Regions from separate parts of the Mus musculus genome. Here regions 2 and 3 are each linked to region 1. A link is a contact called in public Hi-C data. All regions are on one chromosome and are shown on one strand. The core of a region is the stretch at or near the end of the contact, and the rest is flanking DNA. Distances in the headings are between cores, read along the strand shown.

Region 1 (4,047 bases), core at 478-2,977:
AGTATCCCATAAGCCCCACACATTCATCCAGGTCAAACTCCAACTCACCTCCATGCCTCTCTCTGTGAACACCAGTACCACCTGCTGGCCTGCTGAGCCAGCTTCTCTTCTTGCCTGCGTCCCAGGTCTTCTATCTCTTTCATTCTATTCTGAGTCAGGTTGTTGTTTCTTCCACACCCTTTCCTTTCTTCTCAGTCCACTGCAACATCTATTCCAAGGCATCATAATGTCCTGCTGAACTACAGCAATTATCTCTCAACTGGTTCCCCTGCCTCAGCCCTTCATTTTATGCTTAGCACTTGATTACTCTTCCAAGAGCTTGACTACGAGCATCACCTTCTCTATGCTGAGTCTCCAAGAGCACCTCATTTGATAAAGTCTATCTCTTCTCCCGCCCTGCAGTGTCAATGCTGTCCTCATGACTTCTCCGTTAGATTAATAATGCCCTGACCAATTGGTAGAGAAGTCAGTTTTCTTATCTTTCTACAGATTCTTTGTTCTACACCTTTTCCCTCAGAGATCCCTCTGAGTGAATGGTCATTATTTCCCACATCTCCCTCAAGCTCAGGGATGGCCTACCCTTTCTTCAAGAGGATAATAAGCTCGCTCCCTGGAGCCTGCCCCACAGACCTGTCCAGATTATTAGCACTTTCTGAGCCCTGTAAGACTGTCTAGACCACAATCTGGGGCTATGCCAAGAACGCCTTAGTCATTATTCCTATGAAGATATCTGTCTCTGCCACCAGCTTAGTACATTCTGAGGGGCTTACACTGCCTCCAAACAGGCATCATGATCATGTACACCTCAGTGTCGTTACCACAAAATAGAACAGATGACGGCCTCTTCTTCCTTCCTGTATGAATCTTTTTCTTTCTCGGAACCTGTTGATTCAAGGTCTAGGCTAGGTTTAAAGTGACTGACTATCAGAACATCAAGGTTGGAATTCTTAAGTTTCTAGAAACTTTCTCAGCAGCATTCCAGGGCAAAGGAAAGGGGGCAAAGACCTCGAAGGCAAAGATGCTTTACCTTCTAGGTCCTGTTATCTTATTCAGAAACATCTCTCTTGAGTCTATTCTACAAGTTTGGGCTTCTGGTCACACTTTTGTTTCTGTACATTGTTATTCATGACTTTAAAACACATGAAAATTACTGGAGCTGATTGATTCCATTGTGTCCTGGAGCTTTTCCACATTTTAATCTGTTGCAAGCGATGAAGGGTAATAATGATTCACTCGTATTAAGTGTTTTTGCCTTGTGCTTGGCACTGTGCTAGCTACAGGTACTAATGACACACAATTGGGATGTCCTGAATGAAACCTAAATGTGGGATGAGTTTATTTATAACCCAGACAACACTGTGCCCTGCATTCTCAAAGGACAATGGTTAGTATCTGGAACAATTTCCATTTCTGTACCCTTTGATAGAAAGAAGACAATGAAAGTGATTGTGGTCTTTTTCATAACTGTTTGGTGAAGGTGGCACAGCAAACTAGCTGACTTTCACCTCATCTGTAATCTTGAACAAGGATATCATCTGAGACACCCCTGATTGAGTAGCTGCTCTTATCACTGTGGCTATGCTGTCAGTTAGCTGGCTGAAAGGTGGGCTTTATGGAAACCTTACTAAAGCTAACCATCCTGGGCTTTAGCATCCTTGGCAACCCTACTTCTCTAACCAACAGACCATAGCATGACTCAGAACTTGGCATTGAATTGAGCCCAAAAAAGCCTTCTTTCAGGCAGCCCACATCCTAAGACACAAGACAAGTGTCTCTAGCCAGGAGATGTCCTATACACAACTGCACAAATTCTAACTTCATGGGTACTGAAAAATACCAGAGTATTTTAAAGTGTGTGTGTGTGTGTGTATGCGTACGTATGTGTCTGGTGTGTGCATGTATGTGAACTAGGTGACAATTTCCACAAGAGAAGGTATCTCAGAATCTCTCCAGACAATGGTTCTAAAATAAGCAAGATTAGTCATGGTCAAACCATTTGCTTTTGAACCTAAACCAGATACTAAATTGTGCTACAAAAATCTGTAAATTCCTGGTATTCAGGACTGCCAAGATGTCTGAGAGAAGATGGTCCAAGCCTCAACAGGGCTCATCACAATCACCCCTCGGCTGACAAAGGCGCTCTGTATGCTGGGCCCTGATTAGGAACAAGCTTAGGATTTAGCACAATCTGTTCTGTGAGGCCAATTTTCCAGGAGCTGTGACATAATTGCGCTCAGAAGTTGTGAGCTTGATTTCGAAACTCTTGATATTGTCATGGAAATGATCGTTGTATTTTATTGCAATCAATTTTTTCTTTAGACTAAAGCAGAGAAGTTGAGTAAGAGGGGGAAATTAGTCCTTTAATAAAGGAAGAAAACAGATACTTAATAGCGTGTTTCAAAAGTTGAATACAGTAAATTACAAAGCTGGAGAAAATAAGACATACCATTTTCCTGTTCCTTCTTATTCCCCCTGCTTCTAGCTCATCCTTTCAACGCCTCCTCTGCCCATTCACAAATGGCCCCTGCTTCCTGCCTTTTGTTGTTTTACCTCCCTGATGTGGGAGTGGTGTGATAATGAAATCTCTCAGGCCAGTCCCTGCAGATAGATAATACCTCTTTGTTGGCTGGTGTTTTACCTTTATTCTGAGGCTCTCCATGGCTTAAAATAAGGCTCTACCAAATGTGTATGGTAGATGTCATTCAACTTCTATTTTTTTATGGGTTAAAAACCTGAAAGAAATGACAGCCTAGTGGAAGGGCCGTGCATGGCTTTTGCTTTATTCATTTTCAAAGTCAAACTAGAGAGGTTGTTATTACATACATATACTTAAAAATACAAGAAAAGTGGGGGTTCTCTGATCGTTTCCCAAGAATGTACAATGATTGGAAGAAAGAAAAGAAAGGAGATGGGGAGGAAGAAAGGAAGGAAAGGATGAGAGACTGTAAAAAAATCAAAACAAACCAACCAACTAACCAACCAAACAAACAAACACAAATCTACCCTAAATGCATCCTGTGGTATAAATATGTCCTTTTTCCCTGCCAACCTCTGGAGTTTGCAAAGGACTTTAGACAAGTACACGTGGCCCCATCTTCTGGCAGACTTATGCAATAGCGGTACCTATCTGATGATCTTCAAGGGTGGTTTCTTCATTTTTCTTTTTCTTTTAAATGTACTGTTCAAGGTTTGTCTTTTCTTTGGATTTTCATCCTAAGAACTTTATTGCTCTCTAGATGCTTCCGTTTCTCAAAGGAGGAATAAGAGACACAAATTGGATGGGAATCCAGAAGCTTCATGTCCTCTTGTCAGCACATGTGTATCTGTGTAGGCAGCCCATGCATCTGCAGCTGCCTTCTTCATAAAGAAAGAAGTAAGCTCTCCCTCGTAGGTTAGGTGATTGGAAGAGATGCCATGGAACTGAATGGTCAATGAAGATGATTTATCAGCTGGTGTTGGACAGCCTCCTCTCCATGACCCCCCCCCCGCCCCCCCCCCCCCCACACACAAATGAGTGACTCAGCTCAAACTTGGCTGGAATGCCAGCATCCATTGGCCTAAGCTGTTGATCTTGGGGCAATTAATTGTTATCCAAACGGGAGGTCCAAAGAGTCAAGATTCAATGGGAGTTGCAATTTGGGCCAAGAATTCTGCAGGCCTTGTTGTGTTAGTGAGGATGGAGATCAGAGAAATGGCGATAAGAGAATGATGGTCTAATGTGTTCTTTTCTTGGAGGTAAAAAGTAAACAGAATTCTGAGAAGCAAATTGGTGGATTTCTTATTCTCAGGGGCTCACAAGGGGCTGTCTAACCTCTAGCTGCTGCAGTATGATGAGTCTAGACCTTGCAAGGTCATTTAAGAGGAGGTGGATCAGAATGGAGAGCTGAACAAAAAGTCCCATCTCTCTCCTTCATCAATTCCAGAAGAGTTTTCCCACATACCATGGAAACTGAGCAGTGTGTGTGTGTGTGTGTGTGTGTGTGTGTGTGTGTGTGTGTGTGTGAAAGCAGTCTCATTATAAAACTTGAAACAGGATGGCAGAACAGG
Region 2 (4,047 bases), core at 440-2,939, 250 kb before region 1:
AAAGGCCAGCAAGAAGCTCCAACCGATAATTACATACAAGAGGGAACAAATTGGGTGTGTTTGCCTCACATAGGTCTACCAGACCCCCCCTCCAAAAATGTTTCAAAGTAGAGTGTGTCATCAAAAACTACTAGAAATTATTCTGTCCCCACAATTATAGATTCAAATGACATTTACATTTGGCCAAATGGTCTCTAATTGAGCCGACCATTAAGTGACTCCATGCAGAAGCCATCATGAAATGAAACCTTATTTGCAAGCTGCAGACAGGAAGGTGCCGATTAGGTCTAGAACCTGAGAGGCGTGAGTCCTGACCTCTCCCTCTAACTCTACCAGAAACGGGTAGAGATGCCAGTAAGGACCCTCTCCTTGTTCACAGTGCCTGAGATCACCTTATCCTGGTACACAGTGCTTGCTAAAGCCCACCATTTCATGTAACTTCACAGATCAGTATCTCAGCAGCCACGATGATCTCTGTGTCATGTTTGTGGAGACAGCATAGGTGCGCTGCTGTCCTCATTCCACAGCTGGGAAAACTAAAGTTATAACTTAAATGACTCACCCCAGTCATGCAGGAAGCACAGGAAAGGGACACATTCAGGACAGTACTGCCAACCCCTAACCCTGTGTCACCCACCACAACATGTGACCTGTTGAACACCTTTACTAGTGGCAGTACAGAGCCATACATTTGGTAATGGAGACAGATGTGTGTATGTGGCCAGCACAGCAACAGATAGGAGAGGGGCCACACAAAGAAGGGTTGAACATAGGGAGTCCAGCAGAAGCTATTTGCACCTGGGGATCAGCAGATGGCCCCACTTGTTTCAAGGGAGCCAAGGAGAAAGCCACAGGGATGTGATGCACAGTCACTCGCAGAGTCCAAGCAATGGTATAGAAACTAATTACAAGAAGAATGGCTGTACATTGCAGCAAGCTGCCATTTTTCCTGAGTATTGACTAGAGTTCGTCTGAATGCACAGATGTGGAATCAGCAGGGATTGATGATCAACTCTACTGGTCTTTGACAGAGTTCTAAAGGCTGCACTGAGGGTGCTCTCACAGTTTGCATTGTTGCAGTCAAAGCAAGAAAGAGGCATTCAGCTCAGAACAGCAGGTCGAGGGCCCCGGGAAGCACAGAGAACCAATCCAATTTTGTCTTATGAATGAATGGGCTGATGAGGGGGCCTGCTAATCCAGTCCAGATTGTGAGAACTATGGAAGACCCCGTTAACACCTGAGCTCTCCAGATTTCCTGGACTTGGTGGGGAGGGGAGATGTAAACACTTGGAAGCTTTCACAATACCTAGTCAAGTCCAATGTTGCCTTATTTCCTCAAGTTTGACTCTTATCACCCCTGCCCCCAAACGTACACACATATCCGCAGATAACCCACACACATCTCCCCAACTGTCCTAATCCTTAACTGCTTCACCACCCTCTCTGCCATAGCTCACACTCCTGTTTTCAAGCTTTATTTTATTCTTTATCCTTGTTTCACTTCCTCCCTCCTAGCCTGACTGTTTACCTCCTACTCACCCTTCAAGTATTGGCCTACAGGTCACTTCCGGTGGATGTAGCTTAGTGTGCCTCTGCCCTTTCTTGCCTAGGGTTGCCTGCCTTCCTCTCCCACCTCTGTCTGCATCTCCTTGGCTCTCTCTGTAATTGCTTCATTCTCATTCCAGCCTCACCACCTGGCAATTACTGAGTAGAAACAGCGACTGCTCTCATATTCACTATGGTAACCTCAAGCCGGGCACTGCAGTATTTTGCTGAATGATTGAATAGATTAATTTTTTAATTAAGTTAGCCAGTAGTAAACGCTACTAAACACAACAAAAGAAGGTCTTGCTCCTTTACAGGTATTAAGCTCAGTTGGCTTGAGTGCACTAAGACACTGGATCACAGTACCCTCATGCCATATGACATCATAGCGCATCGGAATCAAGACTCTACTGGAAAAAGAAAGTGAACAGGCATCCTGTTTACAGAAGTCTGTCTTAAAGAAGCTTATTTCTATCTGGGTGTGATCCAAGTTACTGAGAGGGCTTTAAATAATTGGCAAAGACATTATCTTTGGAAGCTAAAATCCAACCCTTGAATACCTTGGTTTTTGCCAAATATCTCCCACAACCCACATTAAGTGGATTACCCTGCCCTTAATCACATGCTAAATGCTTGCATCTGTGGCTGGCATCAGCTGAGTGTGCAGCAGCTGCAGTCACCACTGAACACACACACACACACACACACACACACACACACACACACACACGAACATGCACACATACCCGCTATCACAGCAGAAAGGGATGGGTGGAAGAGCTCCAAGTGGTGGGTGGGATTTAAGACCATACAGGTTAAGGTCTTCATACTATCATCCATTTAGCACTTGTCAAGTATATCCTACGTGCAAAACAGAGAAGTCAGGCATATTTCAGTTTTCCAAGGAACTCTACGGGGGGGGGGGGAGTACTTACAGAACTAAAAGTTGCTTACAGTTGCTGACAGTCAGACTTGATGTGAACTTGAGGTTCTGACTTGGGGTGTCTGGAGGAGGGGCTGAGAAACAGAGGTCCTAATATTCCTTTGTTTAAGGTTGATATTACTTGTCCAGGGACCACAGTCTGAGCACTGAGCATCTCACTGGAACATAAACAGGAATAATGAAATTCTCATTACTTCAATTACTTCTTACAATGATGGCAGGAGACATTACAGAGGGACTTATTGAGCCTCTGCTTACACAGTGGCATCTTAACTGTTCAATTCTAGGTGCCTTTATGTCAGTGGTTCTCAACCAGTGGGCCCTTTGGGGATGGAATATGAGATATTCTGCATATCATGTATTTATATTATGATTCAAGGCAGTAGCAACATTATAGTTGTGAAGTAGCAACCAAATAATCTTATGGTTGGGGATCATCATAACATGAGAAACTGTATTAAAGGGCTGCAGCATTAGGAAGGTTGAGAACCACTAGTTCTAAATGTTTTTCGAATACCAGAGTGCTCATCACCAGGGAATCTCAGCTAGCCATCCAAGCATCTGTCTTCTGCATCACATATCCATGCACAAATAGCAGAGCCCCGTCCCAAGGGAAATAGAAGAGAATTGCACTTGGTGAGCATACACTGTGTGTAGGGCATCATATGGATTGTTCCTTGAGCTCTCACTCAGGAGATGCAGGCAGGGTAGATTAGGGACAGAGCTCCTGGGACTGAAAGATGGCTCATTGGGTAAGAGCACTTTGCTGTACAGTCATGAGGACCAGAAAATACCTGCTAATTCAGTTCTGAGGGATTTGGCACCTTCTTTTGGCATTCATGTACACACAGACATACATACCTTCATGTGGATATACATACTCACATAGATACACACACACACATGTATGCATGAATAAATCTTTGAAAAATATCATCACTCCTGTGTGCTGTGTTCATTCATCATTAGTTAAGAAGTAGATATGTTTTAGGGACAGAGTAGCTATACTCATAACAAACAGTATTTCACTTTCAGGGTCCCTGATGTAGAATAAATGTTGCACCAAAAATCATTCTAGTAGGAAGTACTGGCATAGACACATCCTCTCTTCAGACTAAATCCCTCATTTTTCCAACCCAATGAGTCCTTCAGACAATCAACTTGTCAACTAGGGCACATGCTAATAATGTAAATATTATGACTTATTATGACTCATTTGGTCTGTAACTGGCCTAATAGGTAATTTTCTTAACACATTAAGAGAATCTGATAAGAGTATATTTCATATTATACTTGGAGGAAAATCCCCCCCCCCCCATTATAACTATTGGAGGGAGACAGGTGACCCACCTAAGCTGCTAAGAACCTGCTTGGTGCAGAGATAGCAGATACGACCCAACTTGGAGAGACTGAGTTAGTTGGAAAGAAGAGTGCAGTTACTGCATCCAGCCAGATTTGGAAGATTTGTAAGAAGAATTATGTCTGAGGTCAGGAATGCAACCTTGCTAGAATGCTGCAGGGCTAGCAGGGTGTGGGTGGGTGTGGCAGCTCCAACGTAC
Region 3 (4,047 bases), core at 520-3,019, 210 kb before region 1:
TTCCAAGGCCCTGAAATCCAGGATGGAGTAAGACGGCATATAGCTAAGGATGGAAACCATGGCCAGCCACAAAAGTGCAGACCATATGCCCCAGGGAAAAGGTCAGACTGAAGAGGTACAATTATAAGCTGAAGCTGTCCAAAGAAAGGCTTGGGATTTCCCCTTACAGTTCTTGTAGCTAGGATTCTACCCTGACCACAGACCTCAAGTGTGTGCATCCGAGTGCCTTCCCCTGGCATCACTCAGGACAGGAGCTGGTAGATGTGGGTCCTAGATGTTTATTAGAGGAGAGATGAGTAGGTGGCTGGCTGGCTGGGTGAGCTGTTGGATAGTGGGTTAGTTGTCTCTACAGGATAATTCATAGATACTGTATTTCAAAAAACAACACAGCACCTCAGGCAGTCCATCACCTCAGCTGGGAGTCTACATGGAAGAACCAGCCACAGAGATGAGACTGAATTGTCCTCTGGGGCCACAGTTCCAGAGGTGCAGCTTGTCAGTGCAGAGTTTGGCCTCATTCTCTAACCTCATCTTTCTTCCTGACTCAGTGCTTTACACTGCCTCCAAGTATAATTCCAGCATGGGTGATTTGTGCATATGAGGAGTCCTGAGAGAAAGCTTTCACAGTCTCTAGACTATCTCAGTGGTTCAAGTGGGAACATCCATGTATATATGTTTACACATCTATACATACATACATACATACACACACACACACAGAGGAGAGGCGGGGGGACGTAATGGATTTTAAGCAACTGGCTCATATCTGTGTGGAAGCTGTTTAGTTCAAAATCTATGGCCAGGGGCAGGCTGGAGATTCAAGTAAGAGCTGATACTGTAGCTGCAGTCTGAGGGATGGAAACTCGGGCAGGATTTCTATGTCACTTTCTGAAAGCAGAATCCCCTTACATAAAACCTTATTCATTGCTGCTGAGAGCTTCAGCTGATTAGCCAAGACTCTCCCATAACATTACATAGTCCATTACATCTGCTACATTTCAAATAAGCTGACCATTGTATATGCATATGTGTATATGATGTATATAATGCATATATACATATGTGTGTATTTATGTGTAGATGTGTATATATATGTGTGTGTGTGTGTGTGTGCATATACTATTTCTATTTTTGCAATTATATGTTTACTGAAATATCTAAATGGCTATTTGCCCAAATAATTCACCTCTACAGTCTCATCAAAGTTGTACATAAATTAGTCAATGTGGGCTCCCTTATTTGATCTTGTAGAAAGTTCTTATGGTAGATAAATACAAAGGGGAACTTAGCTTTAAATAGCCAATTTCTCTGGCCCCTTACCATATTCTGGCAAGGGACCATACATTCTGTCAAGGTAGGATCATGGGAAGTGTATAAAGTGTTAATGGGGTGCAAGGCAGCCAGTAAAGTCTTCTACTTTACTCTTGCAGGTAGGGATATGGCACCTGTTTAGTGCAGTCTTGCACCCAGTTCTAAGCCAGCAGCTCACGCATCCTGCACTTCCTTAGGAGCACAAAGACTCTCTAAACACATTCAAAGCAAACTGGCTGCTTCATCCCAGGATGCGGGATTTTGTTCTAGCATGCCATTCCTGGCTGGACTGGGCCATTCCATTGCCAGGTTGCTTGCTGTAAATCTCTTCCCAGCCCCAAGTCACGTGCTTAGCTGTACTCGCATGTCTGGGAAAGCTTTCCCACACCCCTTCGCTATGTGGGCCAAGGGGAAGCTCCCAGCATCGGCTGTGGGAAAGCCCATCTGGGATGCATCCATCTTACAGCCTGGCACCGACCAATCCTCTGGAGACATTGCTGTTTGACTCATTGACACACTCGTGTCTAGGCCTGAAAAAAAGCAAAACAAAACGAAACGAAACAGGTTTCTTTTTATTGTTTTATATTTGTTGTTTTAAAACAAAGAATCTGTTGTCTTCTCCAGAGGTCAAACATTCTTCACCTTGGGAGCTTAGGTAGGAGACAGGCAGGGCAGTCTGTTGATAGTCGTTTTCTTCATCTGTGAAACAGAAATGCTAGTACCTGCACAAGGATTCCACAATATCCTGGGGCATACTTCCTTACCATCTTGTTCTCTGTCGCCTTCTCTGGTTGTAACACAAATTCTTCTGTGAAGTTTTGCTGAACAACATGGCAAAGCCTTGACACAATCATGAGTTCTGATCTGTTAGTAGACAAGGACACTGGGTGTCATTTTATCACCCTTTTGTCTTTGCAGTGGATAGGAGGGAGACTCATTCCATTCCAAACTCATACAGTAGCTAGTACACTTGGACCCTTGGTCATATACCCTAAAATATATTAGGAGAAAGATGTATCTAGGACTATCACAACACTAGCCTGGAAAGGCAGGCAAGAGAGAGCTGCAGGATCACTAAGGTTTGAACACAAAGAAGACCATAGAAGGAGCAGGAGGTAGGAAGTTTGCAGAGAAACATGGAGTGGATATGCAAAGCATCTGGAGAGAGCATTAGATTATGAACCAGCTGGGCAGAGGGGAGAAAGAAAAGGCCATTGCACATGAGAAACCAAATATCAGAGATTCTATAACCCTCAAAGTAGGTATGATCATCAGTGACAGGTAGATGCAGATGAGACCTCACAGAATAGCCAGCTCTCCTGCTACCACTCCAGGGTCTAGGCAGCCAGCCTCTTCCTGGAATACTGCTGCTGACTCTCACCCGATCTGCCTGGTTTTGACCTTTAAACATGCCCCCCTCTCCCCCCCTCCTCCCTCCCACTTCAGCCTTCAGCTTTGTCTTCTCTAAGCAGCCAGAGAACCAATGGCAGCGTGAGTCAGCTCACGGAATCCATCTGCTCCAAATACTACTGCTGTGTTCTGGAATCACTCAGGGGGAAGCCAGATTCATCACAGGGGTCTTGCAGTGTCCTCTCTGGGACTCTGGGAACTGGCCTGCTACATGCGCTTACTGTTCCAGCTTGGGCCATCTACTTACATTTACCAGGTGTATGTCTGCTATGGGACCCCTCCCCCCCAGTGGCCCTGTTCATGGAGTATTCTCTTTTCAAAGATCCTATTTCTCTACTCCTTCTTTGAACACTGGACAAATTCAGTATTCCCTGTGAATTCTGCTTCACACATCACATTTGCTACTTTATTATTTATTATTATTTTGGTGGTGACGTAGGCTTTATTATTTTTTAATCACCCGTATTTATTTCACCACTGGCAAGCTCTGAGAACAGTTCCTGGCAAACAGGAATTGATAATTAATAAATTGTCTAAATCCTAGCTTAAATTCCAACTATTTATGACCTACATGTCTTGAGTATATAGATCAAGCTTTCCATTGCTTATGCTTCTCATACCGAAAGTGGGAAAATTTGGTTTGTCCCTCATAAAATCAGTATGAGGCTTCACCAAGAGAATTGTATATGGAAATCTCTAGCATAAAGTAGAATTTTTAAAATGTGAATTTTGTTGCAAAACTTCACAGATGGTCCTAGCATGTCTTAGAAAAGAAATCTGCTTGTTTTGATATTTTCAGCAGAAAGAATCAATAAACATTTGTAAACACCGGCTCAGCACTGAGCCCAAGAAGCACTCTTGGACAGAGGGTAACTGCCCTAAAGAAGCAACAAAGCCTTAAGAGAAACAGATCCAATGGTTAAGGATTACACTTCCCAGGAGAAGTACTTAGAAGGTATAGGAGGAAGGAACCATCAGACACACTTCTCTAATGCGTATTTGAACTAACCAGACAGAGGACATACTGCCAACAAGGCAGAGGACCTGGGCAGTCTTCACCCAACTTCCCCTGGTGGTAAAATCCTACACATCCACAGTGCAGCAACAGAACCAGGGCCTGCCATTGTTTGTATGGTAGGGAGTTGTAGCTGTCAACTTGCCTGAATTGAGAGCTAGCTAGCCTGCTAGTGAAAACTACTTCTGGGGCATTTGTGGAAATGTTTGTAGACAGGATTGGGATGAGAGTCGGGAGAAATAGGAGGGCAGGGATCTGCCTTTGGTGTCAGTGGGTACCTGTGCACTATGCAGATGGCTAGGGGTGAATGG

Evidence for each region. A called contact is a pair of places that touch in the nucleus more often than the background predicts.
Region 2: a Hi-C map of the N1E-115 cell line shows a contact between it and region 1, with 7 times the contacts expected there. The contact joins two enhancer-like sites. A contact is called at or near these places in 8 of 484 Hi-C or Micro-C datasets (the N1E-115 cell line, adipose-derived mesenchymal stem cells, cardiomyocytes and 5 more), 3 of 115 datasets of contacts at active chromatin or transcription factors (acute myeloid leukemia and embryonic stem cells) and 1 of 9 other capture datasets (embryonic stem cells).
Region 3: a Hi-C map of the N1E-115 cell line shows a contact between it and region 1, with 5 times the contacts expected there. The contact joins two enhancer-like sites. A contact is called at or near these places in 1 of 15 datasets of contacts at CTCF or cohesin (pro-B cells), 4 of 484 Hi-C or Micro-C datasets (the N1E-115 cell line, hematopoietic stem and progenitor cells and liver) and 1 of 115 datasets of contacts at active chromatin or transcription factors (embryonic stem cells).

Annotation. Positions count from the first base shown.
Region 1 is chr5:43,357,409-43,361,455 of GRCm38.p6, forward strand. All of the region lies in intron 1 of Gm43699 (a long non-coding RNA gene), which reads left to right. Among named protein-coding and RNA genes, the nearest start is that of Gm43699, 5.1 kb to the left of the region's middle. Within about 2 kb of position 1,728, at least 34 of the 459 cell types and tissues checked have an H3K27ac peak or open chromatin away from gene starts, as enhancers often do. A contact at or near this core is called in the N1E-115 cell line and neural progenitor cells, where this site is marked.
Region 2 is chr5:43,106,257-43,110,303 of GRCm38.p6, forward strand. No RefSeq gene overlaps it. Among named protein-coding and RNA genes, the nearest start is that of Gm43700, 70 kb to the left of the region's middle. Within about 2 kb of position 1,690, at least 10 of the 459 cell types and tissues checked have an H3K27ac peak or open chromatin away from gene starts, as enhancers often do. A contact at or near this core is called in the N1E-115 cell line and neural progenitor cells, where this site is marked.
Region 3 is chr5:43,146,997-43,151,043 of GRCm38.p6, forward strand. No RefSeq gene overlaps it. Among named protein-coding and RNA genes, the nearest start is that of Gm46911, 62 kb to the right of the region's middle. Within about 2 kb of position 1,770, at least 19 of the 459 cell types and tissues checked have an H3K27ac peak or open chromatin away from gene starts, as enhancers often do. A contact at or near this core is called in the N1E-115 cell line, where this site is marked.